Regions from separate parts of the Mus musculus genome. Here region 1 is linked to region 2. Evidence: chromatin contacts called from public Hi-C data. All regions are on one chromosome and are shown on one strand. Each heading gives the region's core, a stretch centred on a gene start, on an enhancer-like site or on the middle of the called end of the contact. The rest is flanking DNA. Distances are from core to core; before and after follow the strand shown. Region 1 overlaps Metap1d (methionyl aminopeptidase type 1D (mitochondrial)). Region 2 holds the start of Metap1d (methionyl aminopeptidase type 1D (mitochondrial)).

Region 1 (7,018 bases), core at 801-3,300, 47 kb before region 2:
TACTGACCAGGAAAAAAAAGTGTTTTCACAGATGAAATAGATAAGTTTAAGTCCTGGTACCCGAGAAAATAATGATGTCACCCTGAACAAGGTAGCCAGGGAGGGGATCATGAGCTATGCTTACTATATTCTAATTTTTGTGTGTGTGTTTTGTTTTTCTGTTTCCCAGACAGGGTTTCTCTATGAAGTCCTAGCTGTCCTGGAGCTCACTCTGTAGACCAGGCTGGCCTCGAACTCAGGGACATCTGCCTGTGCTGGGATTAAGGGGTGCACCACCATGCTTGGCTTTTTGCACTTAGAATTTTTGAATTCTGAATTTTGAATATTTAAACTATTACTGACTTGATTATGATGGAGATGGAAGATGGCACTTTGGGCAAGAATGCTTGTATTAACAGGCAAGAAGCAGTTGCCTATAAGTCTCAGAGTACAGCTTCGACTCTGATAGAATTTTTGTGACACTGAAAGTCATTTTTATGATCACCCTCAATAACAGTGAATATTCTACTGTCTATAACAATGTGTGGGTTTACTGCCTATGCAGGAAACCCTACAGCTTTTCTGCTGGGTAATCAGCAGTAACAACACCCTGATCAAGTTAGCAACAAGCAACTCCTTGCTGCTCGGGGTCCCCTGGTCTGAGGCTTTTGATGGCTCCCACTGGTACGTCCTAAACACCACCTAGGCCCACTTGCCCCTGTGGTAATTAGAGTTGTACACTGTGCGGGCTCAGTGTCTCCTGAAATTGCTCTGTGTCCTCTGGATTCCATTGTGCATGCTTCGTATTGTAAACTTACATGTGGGATATAAATCTAGGTATGTGCTTAAGTATTTTCATATTTGATGGTAACATCAATTTCTAAACTTCGCCTTTTAATTCCTTTTATAGATTGGGTCTGGAAGGTGGAGCTTCAGAACTCAGCATGCTGGAGGAGGGCTGTGTCTTCCACGCCTGATGTCGCTGCACACAGTCTGCCCTGTATTCATTGGCCTTTTACCCAGGGTCCATTTTAATTGTTATCTGCTCATGCATTCTATACCACATAATGAAGTGCTTCCATTTCACCCACTGTGCCCTGGGGTTTTATGTGTATCTTTTCTAATGACCCTTTATTAAGCTGATTTTACCCTTGAAAATGTGAGTTTTGGTCAACAAGTATTTTTAAGGGGAAGTCTGAGTGAACTTTCAAAGGGACCTCTAAAGTGCTTATTATTTTAAGCACTTGTAAAACTGAACAAAGTACGATTGTACTCTAGTGTGGCTACCGACACCTACATTTCTCATTATACACTCCTAGAACAGGCTTTCACCCAGCAGCAGCAGGCCATCAGTCCTCATTTGGGCTTCCTTCAGAAGGATCAAACATCTGGGTAGAAAACAACACAATAAGGTAGGCTGGTATGACTTTACATTAGCTAACAATGTCAATCAGCAGTAATATAGAATTGAAAAGACACCCTGTAAAATATCTCGTTGAACATATTTCTTCATAATGATCAGCAAATGCCAAAGTCTAGCAACAAAACTATTATTTATAGCATATTAACATCTAATTGATTTTACAAATGGAGGCAATTATTTTGGATGAAGGGAGGACTGTCTGCCACATTTAAATGATTTATGATTACCAAGACAGAAAACAACAATGTTTTACTAATCCATTTTCAACTGTGGCTCTTCCACCCATTGATAATTTTAATTTTAACCAAATGATTTGTTTAAATAATACATTAACTTCAACTTTTTTTTTTTAAGGCAACTTACTTTGTGTCTGTAATCGGACAGGGTTTGGTTTTTAATGTTCAAAAATGTTGCTTCCTCCAGTGGGCTTAGCAAAGACCCTACCCTAGGAATACGTATTGAAGTGTGGATTTAGAACCACAGAAAGATCGCACTTTCATGAACTCCAACCAATTACTCCAAGCAGGAGCCGGAGCCCCCACAGAGCATCATGTGCGTGAAGTCCAAGAGAACACTGCAGAGGCCTCCGTCTCCAGTCTCTTGACCTAAAACATCGACTGTCTGCTTGAAAGGTTTCATAACGCGTACAAATGTTGCCAAAGAGAAATTAAACAGCGTGAGTCACTCACTACGATGCTTTTGCAATCTAGGACTAGGATGTACTGGTTTGAAAGGGAAGTGAGGGAAAATGGTGGGTTCCTTCCCATTTCAAGGCAACTATAAAGCAGAGGAGAAGCTCATATTTCACAAGAAATAACCTGTGCATTTGTTGAAGGGAAAACACATACACGAACATTGAGGGATTGCCCCAGGCTGATGCAGATACTGATTGGGCAAAGCTGAAGGACAAGGGCTCTTGGAACTAAACAAAAGCAAATTCATCCTGTTGACAGATGCTGCTTACATCAAAGTACTAAGGAACTCTCCCGGCTCCCAATTTTTAAAAACAATTAGTACCTTTCTACAAGCCACACATTGAAGACAAAGTTAAGTTTTTTAATCAGTCATAATAAACATGATTAAATCTGTTCTCAGAGAGTTTCAGCTCAGCTAGGAACGGTTTTAGTGTGCTTTTAGCTCTGGGCCTTGCCAAACAGTGGCTTATTCACTCCCATGGACATGTCTGGAAGGCGAGCTGGGCATGCCATCAGCCCCCTCCTTCCAGGGGTTAACTGCTCTGGCTGCCAAATAAAATACAGAGCGAGCCATGTAATTATGGAGACAGTCAAAGGGCAGGCTCTATTTTGAAATCTATTTGCACAGACAAGGTCTTCCAATTGAACTTACAGGAAACAAGCTGGTAAAGAAACCCCTTCCCCAGATGCCGTCCACACTTTTTCTCCACTTCAGGAAGTCATGGATATGGACACCATCCACCGCCGCTTCCTGCATCTCAAGCTAAGATGCCCTTGTGGAGAGAAGAGCGGTCTGTTTCACAAACCTAGAAGGATCATGGGGGCGGGGGGGGGGGGCAGCTAATTAACAGCACTTGGAATCGGTCTCTAAATGGTAAAGCTACAGTGTTTGTTAAACATTTCTAAAGAGGGCACGGGCCCAGTTGGTATGCAGGTGTGGGGAGAAACAGCTCATTTTCCTAATGTCCAAAAGAAAGCACAGAGTTGAGTGTAACAGAGACTGCTACAAGGACTTGTAGGAAATAAGGATTCTACCTGACATCCCACAGGCCCATCCTTGCAGTTATTTGTAGATAAAACTATTGACTACAGTCATGAAGATCCCATAGGACGGAAAGGACATATGCCAACTTTCGAGTGACAGAATTGGAAAGACTTACTTTTATCCTGGCTGCTTATATTCGAAGGTGACCACGTCTGTGAGGACAAGTTGTCTGAACAATAAAATAGGGTTGGCTGCCATTACTGATACAATGAGTGGCCTGATGAAGGCAAGACAGGCAATAGTCTATGGAGGTCAGCGCCATCACCCAGGCCCGGGAGCCCTGGCTCTAGAGAAGACAAACTAAAAAATCAGTCGCATGTAGAACATTTCTGAGGAAAGGATGGCTTGGGTGCCTGGGCACCCAAGTTCAATAATAACGATCAAGAATGGTTCCCAGGTCAAAGCAAACAGGACTCTGTGCAAGGCTCCCTCAGAAGTTAGCTCGGTGCGACATCCTCCCTCCTTTTAAAAACTGTATGAGCAGCAACTGACATAGCATAACACCACTGACCAGCTCAGAAACAATTCAGGAAAAGGCTTCAATTTGCTTCTTTAGAAAAATCAAATTTGAGGATGGAGTGATTGCTCAATGGTTAAGAGCACTGGCTGCTCTTCCTGAGGACCTGGGTTCAATTCCCAGCAACAACACGGTGATTCACAGCTGTCTGTAGCTCCAGTCTCAGGCTATCTGACACCCTCTTCTGGCTTCCCTGTGCATCAGGTACTCACATAGTACACAGATAGACAAGCAAACAAAATACCATAAGCATAAAAAAATCAATTTGATAATAGGATTATTCACTAGTAGCTGCCACCAGGACCTAAGGATCTTTACTTCAACAACAAGCACCTTCCTACTCTAGGGAAACAGACACACCCTCCACCTATACTACACATACAGATCAATAAACACTTGTACTTACTAATGGAGACCCGTGTTGGTGGGCTATGGGGTGTGTGTGTGTGTGTCTGTGTGTGTGTGTGTGTGTCTGTGTGTAACTTTTAGGCTAGCTTAACCACAGCTAAGGGAAGAATGCCAAAGATTTTGGCAAAAACTAGATGTCTATCATTTGGCAGATCAGGGGAAGTGACTTAGAAATGATCCATTTCTATAGGGAAATACAACACTGCATGCAATGAAAAGATAAAAAATATTTACTTCAAGTTGAAATCTCAGCTCATCTTATATAGACTACAGATCAGAAAATACCGAGTTACAAGGAAATAGTGTATGCCGAGCAAAGCCATTGTCTCTCAGCTGAAGTTTAGAGAAAAGAAGCTTTTTCGCAGTTCAACAATACGTACACTCAGGCCACTTCTTGGACAAAGAAATACTGTACCCTTCTAGGGAGGAATAAAGGGGCTGTTTATTGGAGCCTTGTTAAAATGTAATAATTCATTCCAGTTAAGCCCTGTGAAAAATGTCATCAAAATATCATTTTCTTTGCCAGATTTTCTGGATGCCGTAGTATCATTTAAATACAGCTGAGTGAGAGAGAGAGAGAGAGAGAGAGAGAGAGAGAGAGGGGCTCTGACCAGAGTGGAAAAAGGAACCAAAGCAAATGTGCTGTCAGAGTAGCGTAGGAGCATTGCACACAGGCCTGGGACCCAGGGAGCACACACTTCCGAGCCAGCCAGAACATCTGGCAGCTTTCAGCTCTCTGTAGTCCAGAGGAACATTCCCGTTACCTCACACACCTCGGCTCAAGAGGAGGGTGATAGGACAATTTTATACTAAAGCACACAAATAGAAACCAGAAAGGGCAATTTCACAGAAATCACACATGGAATTCAATTTTAGAGAATGGCCATACAAAAACATCATGAGTTTAAAAAAAATGAGATAGTAAGAAAGTCCTTTAATTTTTTTTAAAAAATTTTTAAAGACTATTCATAAATACAGCTGTCATGTAAAATACTACTTAAAGTGTTAGTCATTTTGGGTTAAAATACCTAATAACAGAAGATGTGGGGACTTCCAGCAAAGGTACAGCTTTGATAAGAATATTTTTAAATTGTATTAAAGCATTTGATAAGAACATAATTTTAGTTTTTCATTTTATAACAATGTCAACTGCATTCTACCTTTGGGTTCCTTCCTTCCTTCCTTCCTTCCTTCCTTCCTTCCTTCCTTCCTTCCTTCTTGATATACTATGTAAAGTTACTATTTTACAAGCAAGTGATTGTTCTGAAACAACTTGGACCTATAGCAATATCAGCACACACAAAAATCTCCCGAAGTCCCCATCTGAATTCATGCTTAATGCATCTTCACTATACAACACCAAATGAAAGAAAACATTGGGATGGGAATCTTTGACAGTCTTAGGAATCGTCTCTGCTGTAATCCACGGCGGGAGGCGTGGTGGGAAAGGGTGTCAATAGCCACAGCCCAAAATGGAAAAGCAAAAGCCTGAGGGAGCCCTATCCAGGCTTCCATGGCCGAGACTAAACAGACTCAAGACAACAGAAGCCAAGATCACGCATCAAGGAGCTAACTTCAACAAACAAACAAACAAACAAACAAAAACAAAGAGAAATTATATAAAAGCCTTTTTCAGTGCAAGGAACAATATGCAATTTTTCTCAAGATGGCTTTGAATTTGGTATAGCTACATTGCCACAAGTAATTTTTATCTTCCATTCAACTGGGTAGACTCAGTTGACCATATGAATAAAGACACATTTGACAGTTTTATGCACCAATATAAAAAATTAACTGTAGTCTGCTTCCAACCTAAGTGTAGCTACTGCTGCCGCCGCTTCTTCCTCTTCCTCCTCCTCCTCTTCTTCCTCTTCTTTTCTTCTTTCTTCTTCCTCTTTTTCTTTTAAAAGATGTTTTAAAACAATGTCGATTCTGTTTTAAAAGCTAAAAACTAAAACCAATAAAATGTATACTCCTTATTTATATGTGGCTGGGTACTTCTCACATCTGGAAATAGCACTTGAGAACTTCTGCTGGAAATGTTGGGAATATTGCTCACATTTAGTGGAATGATAAATTCATCGTGTTTTTTTAGATTAATATTTAATAATATTCCCACAGACCTGAAATATCTGATGTATAAAATATCTGAAAAATATTTACTGTCTAATATTATATGTATTGAACACTTTTTGAGGTTTAATTCCACCAGAATGTCAAAAGGAAAACCAACTCCCAACATAACAGCCAATTTGTGGCTCAAAAGAGGAAAACAGTGTAAAAATTAATGTGGTATGGTTTACTATAAATGTGTTTTGGGGTGGTCTTCTAAAAGAAGTGTCTTTCTAGCCAGGCAGTGGTGGCACACACCTTTAATCCCAGCACTTGAGAGGCAGAGGCAGGAGGATTTCTGAGTTCTAGGCCAACCTGAGTTCCAGGACAGCCAGGACTGCACAGAGAAACTCTGCCTCGAAAAAACAAAAAAAAACAAAAAACCAACCAAACAAAAAAGTGTCTTTTTAATTTTATATGAGTGCTTTTTTTTAAGATTAATTTATTTTATGTATTTGAGTACACTGTAGCTGTTGGATCTTATTACAGATGGTTGTGAGCCACCATGTGGTTGCTGGGAATTGAACTCAGGACCTCTGGAAGAGCAGTCAGTGCTCTTAACTGCTGAGCCGTCTCTGCAGGCCTCTTTCACTTTTTAATGGAGCACCTCACAATTTTCTGTGTCACCCTTGTACAAAGGTCATACTAACCTCTGCTCATTCCGATTTTACTGTTTGCTGCTGAAGTGAGCACAGCTCTTGGATTCTTGTCGGAACTGACTCCCTTCCCTTGAGCACTCATCAGTTTACTTGGACAGGCTAAATTCCTTTCCTCCTTTGATCGGAATGGAGCTTCCTCAGCAGGTTGCTATGGTAACTGTGCGATGACAGACAGAAAGG
Region 2 (6,723 bases), core at 1,783-4,282:
ATTTAATCACCTCCCAGATTTCTGCTCCGTAAAACCTCCCCAGATGTGGCATTGGAAAGTGAGCCCGTGCACCAGCTGACTGCTTGGCTAAGTCAGAGAACAGAGGTTTGATCTGCAAGCAGCTGGAAAAGAACACAACACTCCACAGAATCTATCAGGCTAAGCTGCTGCAGGCTGCAAGCTGAACTGATTCCAGGGTTTGCAGGGCTGGTACAAGTAGGAGCTCCAGTTCACGTCCAGAGCCAACACACTTCCCTGAGCGAACCTCACCAAGCCTCCCCGACAGCATGCAACTGAGATCCCAGAAAGTCTAGGCTTAGGAGTTAAGAATCATGCCTGTTAACAGAGCAAGAGAGGACAAATCCCATCTAGCTGGCTGCTAGTCTTTGTAAATGAAGTTTTATTAGAACACAGCTATGTTCACTTGTACTTGGCAGAGTTGTGTAATTGTAACAGAGAATATTGCTCACAAAAGTCTAAGATACTATCTGACCTTTACTGAGTTCTACATTGGAGTAAGACCTCTGGTATTTCCCCTAAAAATAAAGGCACCCCCCCAAAAAAAAATCTGTTCTAACAAAGATAACACCAAGTGTGGGAGAACCAAACTACCTGCCTAATACTCAACATATTTTAAAGAAAAAAAATCAACATAATCTCCAAAAGATACCAGTCATTGTGTTACATATATAATTATGTTACATGAGCTGTGAAGCAGGAAAGTGTAGCCAATCAATTATCACCACCATCATCACCACCATCATCAAATAAGACAGACTGTGGGGAAACTCTGATTTCAAGTGTTTAAAATAGCCGTTACGGGGCTAGAGAGATGGTTCCGTGGTTAAAAGCACTTACTGCTCTTCCAGAGGATCTGGCCAGTTGGATTCTCATAACCTGTATCTTATGGCTCACAACTGCCTATAATTTCAGTTCCAGGGGATATGACTCCCTCTGGCCTCCTCAGGTACCTGCACATATGTGGTGCACGTAAACTCAAGATGGATTACATGCATGCACATAAATAAAAAATAAATCTTTTTTTAAAAAGTTGTTATGTTTACTGGGTGTGGCAGCACATGCTTGGAAATGGCAGAAGGACCAGGAATTCAAGCCCGCCCTACACAAGACCCTGTCTCATAAAATAAAATGTAACAATTGTTACAAGAGCATGACTGGGAAATCTGAACAGAGAAACTGACAGAGAAATGCCCAGTATGACGGGTGGTTTACACCACTAATCTCAACACACGGTGGTAGAGGCGGAAGGACCAGGAGTTCAAGGCTACAGGAGATTCTGTCTTAAAACAAATAAATAGCTAAATAGAAATTCTAAAAATAAGTACAATATACAAGACAATGAGTAGGATTCTCAGTCTTTCTGTCTTTCTTTTCTTCCTTCTTTGTTCCTTCCTTCCTTCCTTTTTTTCTTTCTTTCTCCTCTTATGGAGCAGGGGAACCCCAAACCAAGGCTTATGGGTGCTAACCACTGAGCTATACTCCCTAGGCACAGTTTTCAGAGATACATAGGCAAAAGAATCTACAAATAAAGTGATATACCTAGGACATCCTTTAAAATAATACCATCGTGGGAGGCACTGTGGCTGGGGTGGAGAAGTGAGTGTCTCTACACACATGATTTGTGAGCAGACAATGTGTATGCAGAGTTTGCCGCTCTGTTGTGTGTTTGAAATTTCTCCTATGAAGAACATTTCAAAGGCTAAAAAAAGAAAATCTAATCTTCACATGAACAAGTTGTATTAAATGTACAAGATCATTCAAGTGATGAGAAGTTCTGGGTACACACAGAATGACCAGAGTCATCTTTGCCAAAAACCTCTAAGATATGTAGCACTATATTTTGAGTGCTTTGGAAAATATGGGCATTTCATAAAAACTGAATATTTTATTTCACAAAGCCGTGAATCGTGTATGTCATTCTCTGTATGTATTATATTAGATACACATATACACACAAATATAACTACACAAATATATGAGTATCTGATTTCACAAAGGGGGGGCTGTATTGAGCTAAACTGGGCTGGTGAGATGGTTCAGTGGGTAAAGCCTGAACCAAGCCTCATGGTCTGAAAAACAGATAATGGGAGAACTCCCACAAGTTCTCCTATGACCCTGTGACCTTTGTATGCACACCTTGGCACCTGTTTGAGCATACACCAGACAAACAAATATATGTAATTTTAATGTCCTACAACTTGCTTTTTCCAAATATTCCAAATAATATATTTTTGTGGACACCATTCCATGTCAACGTCAAACTTTTTTACACACCCTTAGATACACACAAATAAGTTGGTATCTGACTTCACAAAAGGGGATTGTATTAAGTTAAGCTGGACTGGTGAGATGGCTCGGAAGGTATATAATACGTGCTGAGTATTGCTCTGAAAATATTTACCTCCTAAAACCGTTCCTATGTGCCTGGCACTTAAATTGTATCTAAAGTCGTTGGTGTTCCTTTTTTTTTTTTTCGTCCTTCTTGAACCTATTTTTGAGTTCTTGCTAGCAAAGAATCCGAACCTAGTACTAATTCAACAACGATTCGCCGGAAACGCATCTGTTTGGAATGCCCCTGACATCGTTAGCTCTCCTAAGTCATCATGACTGTCATCACCTTTTACAAGTTTCTCAAAAAGGCATGCCAATCCAACAGCTCTAAACCGAGTGTTCCGGCGCATTTCACCGTCGTCGCTGGTAGATACGTCTGCAACACTAACCACACAAGTAAAGAGAGGGAAGAAAACTTCAGGTAACGACCCACAAATCTCAAGAACTAAGCACTCAAGCAACATGGTAAGAAGAGGACAAACGTGTGTCTGTTTCTGCAGCGTGCCAACGTGTATGGTATACGCGGGTCCGACTGAAAGTACGCACGTGCGTACCAAGCCCACGCGCGGACGTGTCTCTGGGCGCGTAGCCCTGGAGCGGTCGTATGCCGATCGCTTACCTCCACGGACGAGCAGGGGGACGCCGATGGGCGCCGCCATGTTGGCTCCGGTCACGTGGCCAAGAGAGCCTCGCAGCTCCGCCCACTGGAGTAGCCGCGCTCTCAAAGCCCAGAAGCGCTGAAGCAGTGGGAGGCGAGTGCGCGCGCGCGCGTGAGCTGGCTTGCAGGAGCCCGGGCTAGCGAGTGCCTCTGGTGTCGAGGCCAGCAGCTCCGTCTGCGGCCAGCTCGCTTCCACCAGGAGAGGCTGGCTCCGGCCGCAGTTCTCTCTCTGAGCTTCCAGACCCATCAGGGATGGAAGAAAGTCGTCATGTAAGTGTAGCCTCCAGTATTTATAGAATCACCATTTTGGTGCATGGATACGTGAAGTTGGGCGAGAGGAAAAAAAAAACAAACAAACAAACACAATTTAGTGTGCAACAAAGCACTTTCATCGCCTTTCATTCGGTTACAAATCATTTCCAGGCAACTAGTTGAAAAAGTTGGATCAGTTTGATCAGCTTCCCTTTGCAATGTTAGAATATTAATTACTCAGCAGAGACTCCAGAATAGAATAGTTGGGACACCTATGTGGCCCTGTGGGTATCTTCACAGGATTTCTCCTTCCCTGATGACACTTCCTGCTTGGCAGTATTAACTGCTGTTATCCCTAAATTAGATATTTAAAGAATGACGCATGTCAGCTTGCATAGCCCCTATGTCAAGGCAAGTGAGGCAGCCGCTGTACCTTCGATGATACTGTTGCCCGATTTCACCAGGTTCTGTGCCTCTTGCCCTTGTTTTGCGGTGGAGTCCAGACGCTCATGGACCAGGTGTTATCCATCTTGGTAGCTTCCTGTGCTCAACACAGACCATGATACCCCAAGATGTGTATGGTGAAAGAACCCAAACTGTAGTGTAGCAGTTTCTGGACTTTGAATGCAGTCGAGATCGATAAGGATTCCTTGTGAATATGTGGATGTCTTCTCATTGATTTTAAAGAATCCACATGCGGGCTGGAGAGATGGCTCGGCGGTTAAGAACACTTAGGACTCTTCCTGAGTTCAATTCCCAGCAACCACATGGTGGCTCACAACCATCTTTAATAGAACCTGATGCCCTCCTCTTGTGTGTCTGAAGATAGCTACACTGTACTACATATATAAAATAAAAAATAAAAGAGTCCACATGCTCAACTGGCACACCTTTAACCTCAGGAGGCAGAGTTCAACTCATCACAAACCTCAAATCGGAGAACACTTAATCCAAGGGTATTCTTTTTGTTTGAGAATATCATACACACATAGAATGTGTTTTTGTCTAATACACTCCCAGCACCACCACGCGCCCCCATCCTTCTCCTCCAACTCCTGCTCATCCCTTCCACCACATTTCCCTTTCAACTTCATGTGCTTTTATTTTAACACACTGAGTCCATCTACTGCCAGTATGCACATGAATGTAGGGCCATCTACTGGAGCACGGGGATCCTTTCAGGGGCAGAAACCCTGGAGAAAACTGACCACCCTCATCCCCTCAGTAGCTCTGTCAATTGTCAGCTATGAATGGGACTTTGTGTCCTTGTCCCAATCTATGTTGAGATCTCGGCTAGCTAGGTCTTGTGCGTGTAGTGACAGCCATTATGAATCCATGTGTGCCTTGGTCCTGTTTCATCCAGAAAACACTTCCACAGAGGTCACCCTGTACCTCTGGCCCTTAGAATCTTTTCATAGCTCCCCTCTTAGGAGATCATCCCCTGAACCTTGGAGTTAGGGAATGTGTGTGTGTGTGTGTGTGTGTGTGTGTGTGTGTATGTGTGTATGTGTGTGTGTGTGTGTGTGTGTGTGTATGTGTGTATGTGTGTGTGTGTTTGTGTGTGTGTGTGTATGTGTGTGTGTGTGTGTGTGTGTGTGTGTGAGAGAGAGAGAGAGAGAGAGAGAGAGACAGACAGACAGACAGACAGAGAGACAGAGAGAGGGTATAGATAGAGATAGATAAAGAGATAGATATTGATCTAGATAGAGATATATCTCCCATTTAGGGATGAGCACAGTCTATTAATCTTGCACATTGGCCAGTTGTCAGTCTTTATATTAATCTCCATCTACTTCAAAAAGAAGTTTCTCTCAGGAAGATTAAGAAACACACAGATGTATGGGTATAAAGATAAGACCTTAGGGTGCAGCTCAATACCATGTCCATTTAGGAGAGTCAACATGGTGGTTCACCACCTCCATGGGTACTAGGAACACAGTTGGTACATAGACACTGGAAAGTGACATAAAAGGACACATGACATTGACTTCTGGAATGCATACACATGCTTGTGCTTATGTGCATATATACACTGTTCACATAAAAGACTTGCTGGGTGCCAGGTGTGGTGGCACATGCCTTTAATCCCAGTACTCAGGAGGCAGAGGCAGGAGTATTTCTGAATTCGAGGCCAGCCTGGTCTACAGAGTGAGTTCCAGGACAGCCAGGGCTACACAGAGAAACCCTGTCTCAAAAGCAAAAAAAAAAAAAAAAAAAAAAAAGACTTGCAGGGCATGGTGGTGTACACCTTTAATCCTACTTGGGAGGCAGAGGCAGACAGACCTCTGTGTGCTCAAGGTTACCTGATCTACAATAGTTAGTTACAGGCCATCCAAAGGGCACACAATGAGATCCTGTCTAAAACAAAACAGAACAAAACAAAACAACATGACTTGTCTATGATTACTTGTCTAAAATAAATTTCTCCTTGCATGTTCTTGAAAAACTTAACAGTCTACCCTTTCTCTTTACTTAATATTAAAGATTGCACCCTTGCTTTGACACCACATATACCAAAATTAGAAACATATGAAGAAGATTAGCACTGCCTCTGTGCACAGGACATGCAAATTCATGGAGCATTCTATATTTGTCGTTGAGGGGTGGGGAAAAGAACCTGCTCAAAACATTGTATGAAAACTTTAAACCAAAAGGAAAGATTACTAATAAATAGATACAGAAATACATAAGTAAAGACTTTATGCCACACATAATTTGTTATAAATTTGTACTTTTAAGTTTTAAATGCACTAGGGATTATGAGATAAAATAATCTTTGGACACAACTTAAAATGTTATATACTTTCTAGGATTACCCATAATGCAAGATTTTTTTTTAAATCTAGTCTGTTATATTTGTTATATTTCAGTTGCTGTTATAAAATATCATGACCAAGGAAATTTATAGATGAAACTTATTGATGAAAGAGTTTTGGGAGTAGTAGCGCACGCCTTTAATCCCAGTACTTGGAAAGCAGAGGCAGGTGGATTTCTGAGTTCAAGGCCAGCCTGGTCTACAGAGTGAGTTCCCAGGACAGCCAGAGCTATACAGAGAAACTCTGTCTCGAACACATTCCCTGCCACCCCCCAACACACACATCCCCAAAATAGTTTTTTTGGGTTTTAGTTCCAGGGGAATGTTTTAGTCCCTCATGGTGGGGAAGCTTGGCTGTGAACCAGCAGGCAGAGCAGCAGGCAGAGTGGCTAGGGTGTAGTGGAGAAAGTGAACCTGGAAGTAGGGTTCGGCCACTTAATCTCAAAGCCCACCCTCAGTACTTCCTCCAGCAAGGCTAGCACCAAAACCTCCCCAAGAGCGCCACCAACTGGGAATCAAAGTTCAACCACACAAGCCCATGGGACACATTTCTCACTCAAATCAGCACAGGGGCAAATGCATTTGTCCCAGTTGTTTTTTTCTGTTAATTAGACCCAAGCTAGAGACCTGGGAAAAGGAGTCTCAA

Evidence for each region. A called contact is a pair of places that touch in the nucleus more often than the background predicts.
Region 1: a contact with region 2 is called in a Hi-C map of liver, with 2.7 times the contacts expected there. The contact joins the enhancer-like site here to the promoter of Metap1d in region 2. A contact is called at or near these places in 5 of 39 promoter capture datasets (the 3T3-L1 cell line, the HPC-7 cell line, embryonic stem cells and 1 more), 1 of 15 datasets of contacts at CTCF or cohesin (CD8 T cells), 7 of 484 Hi-C or Micro-C datasets (cerebral cortex and liver), 12 of 115 datasets of contacts at active chromatin or transcription factors (PVALB interneurons, the SCID.adh cell line, bone marrow-derived macrophages and 5 more) and 1 of 9 other capture datasets (adipose tissue).

What each region holds. Positions count from the first base shown.
Region 1 is chr2:71,495,128-71,502,145 of GRCm38.p6, reverse strand. All of the region lies in intron 1 of Metap1d (methionyl aminopeptidase type 1D (mitochondrial)), which reads right to left. Among named protein-coding and RNA genes, the nearest start is that of Dlx1, 31 kb to the left of the region's middle. Within about 2 kb of position 2,050, at least 60 of the 459 cell types and tissues checked have an H3K27ac peak or open chromatin away from gene starts, as enhancers often do. A contact at or near this core is called in bone marrow-derived macrophages, craniofacial prominence and liver, where this site is marked.
Region 2 is chr2:71,449,647-71,456,369 of GRCm38.p6, reverse strand. Metap1d (methionyl aminopeptidase type 1D (mitochondrial)) reads right to left here and starts at 3,032. Exons shown (of 10, transcript NM_025633.3): 1 at 2,972-3,032. The coding sequence starts at 3,011.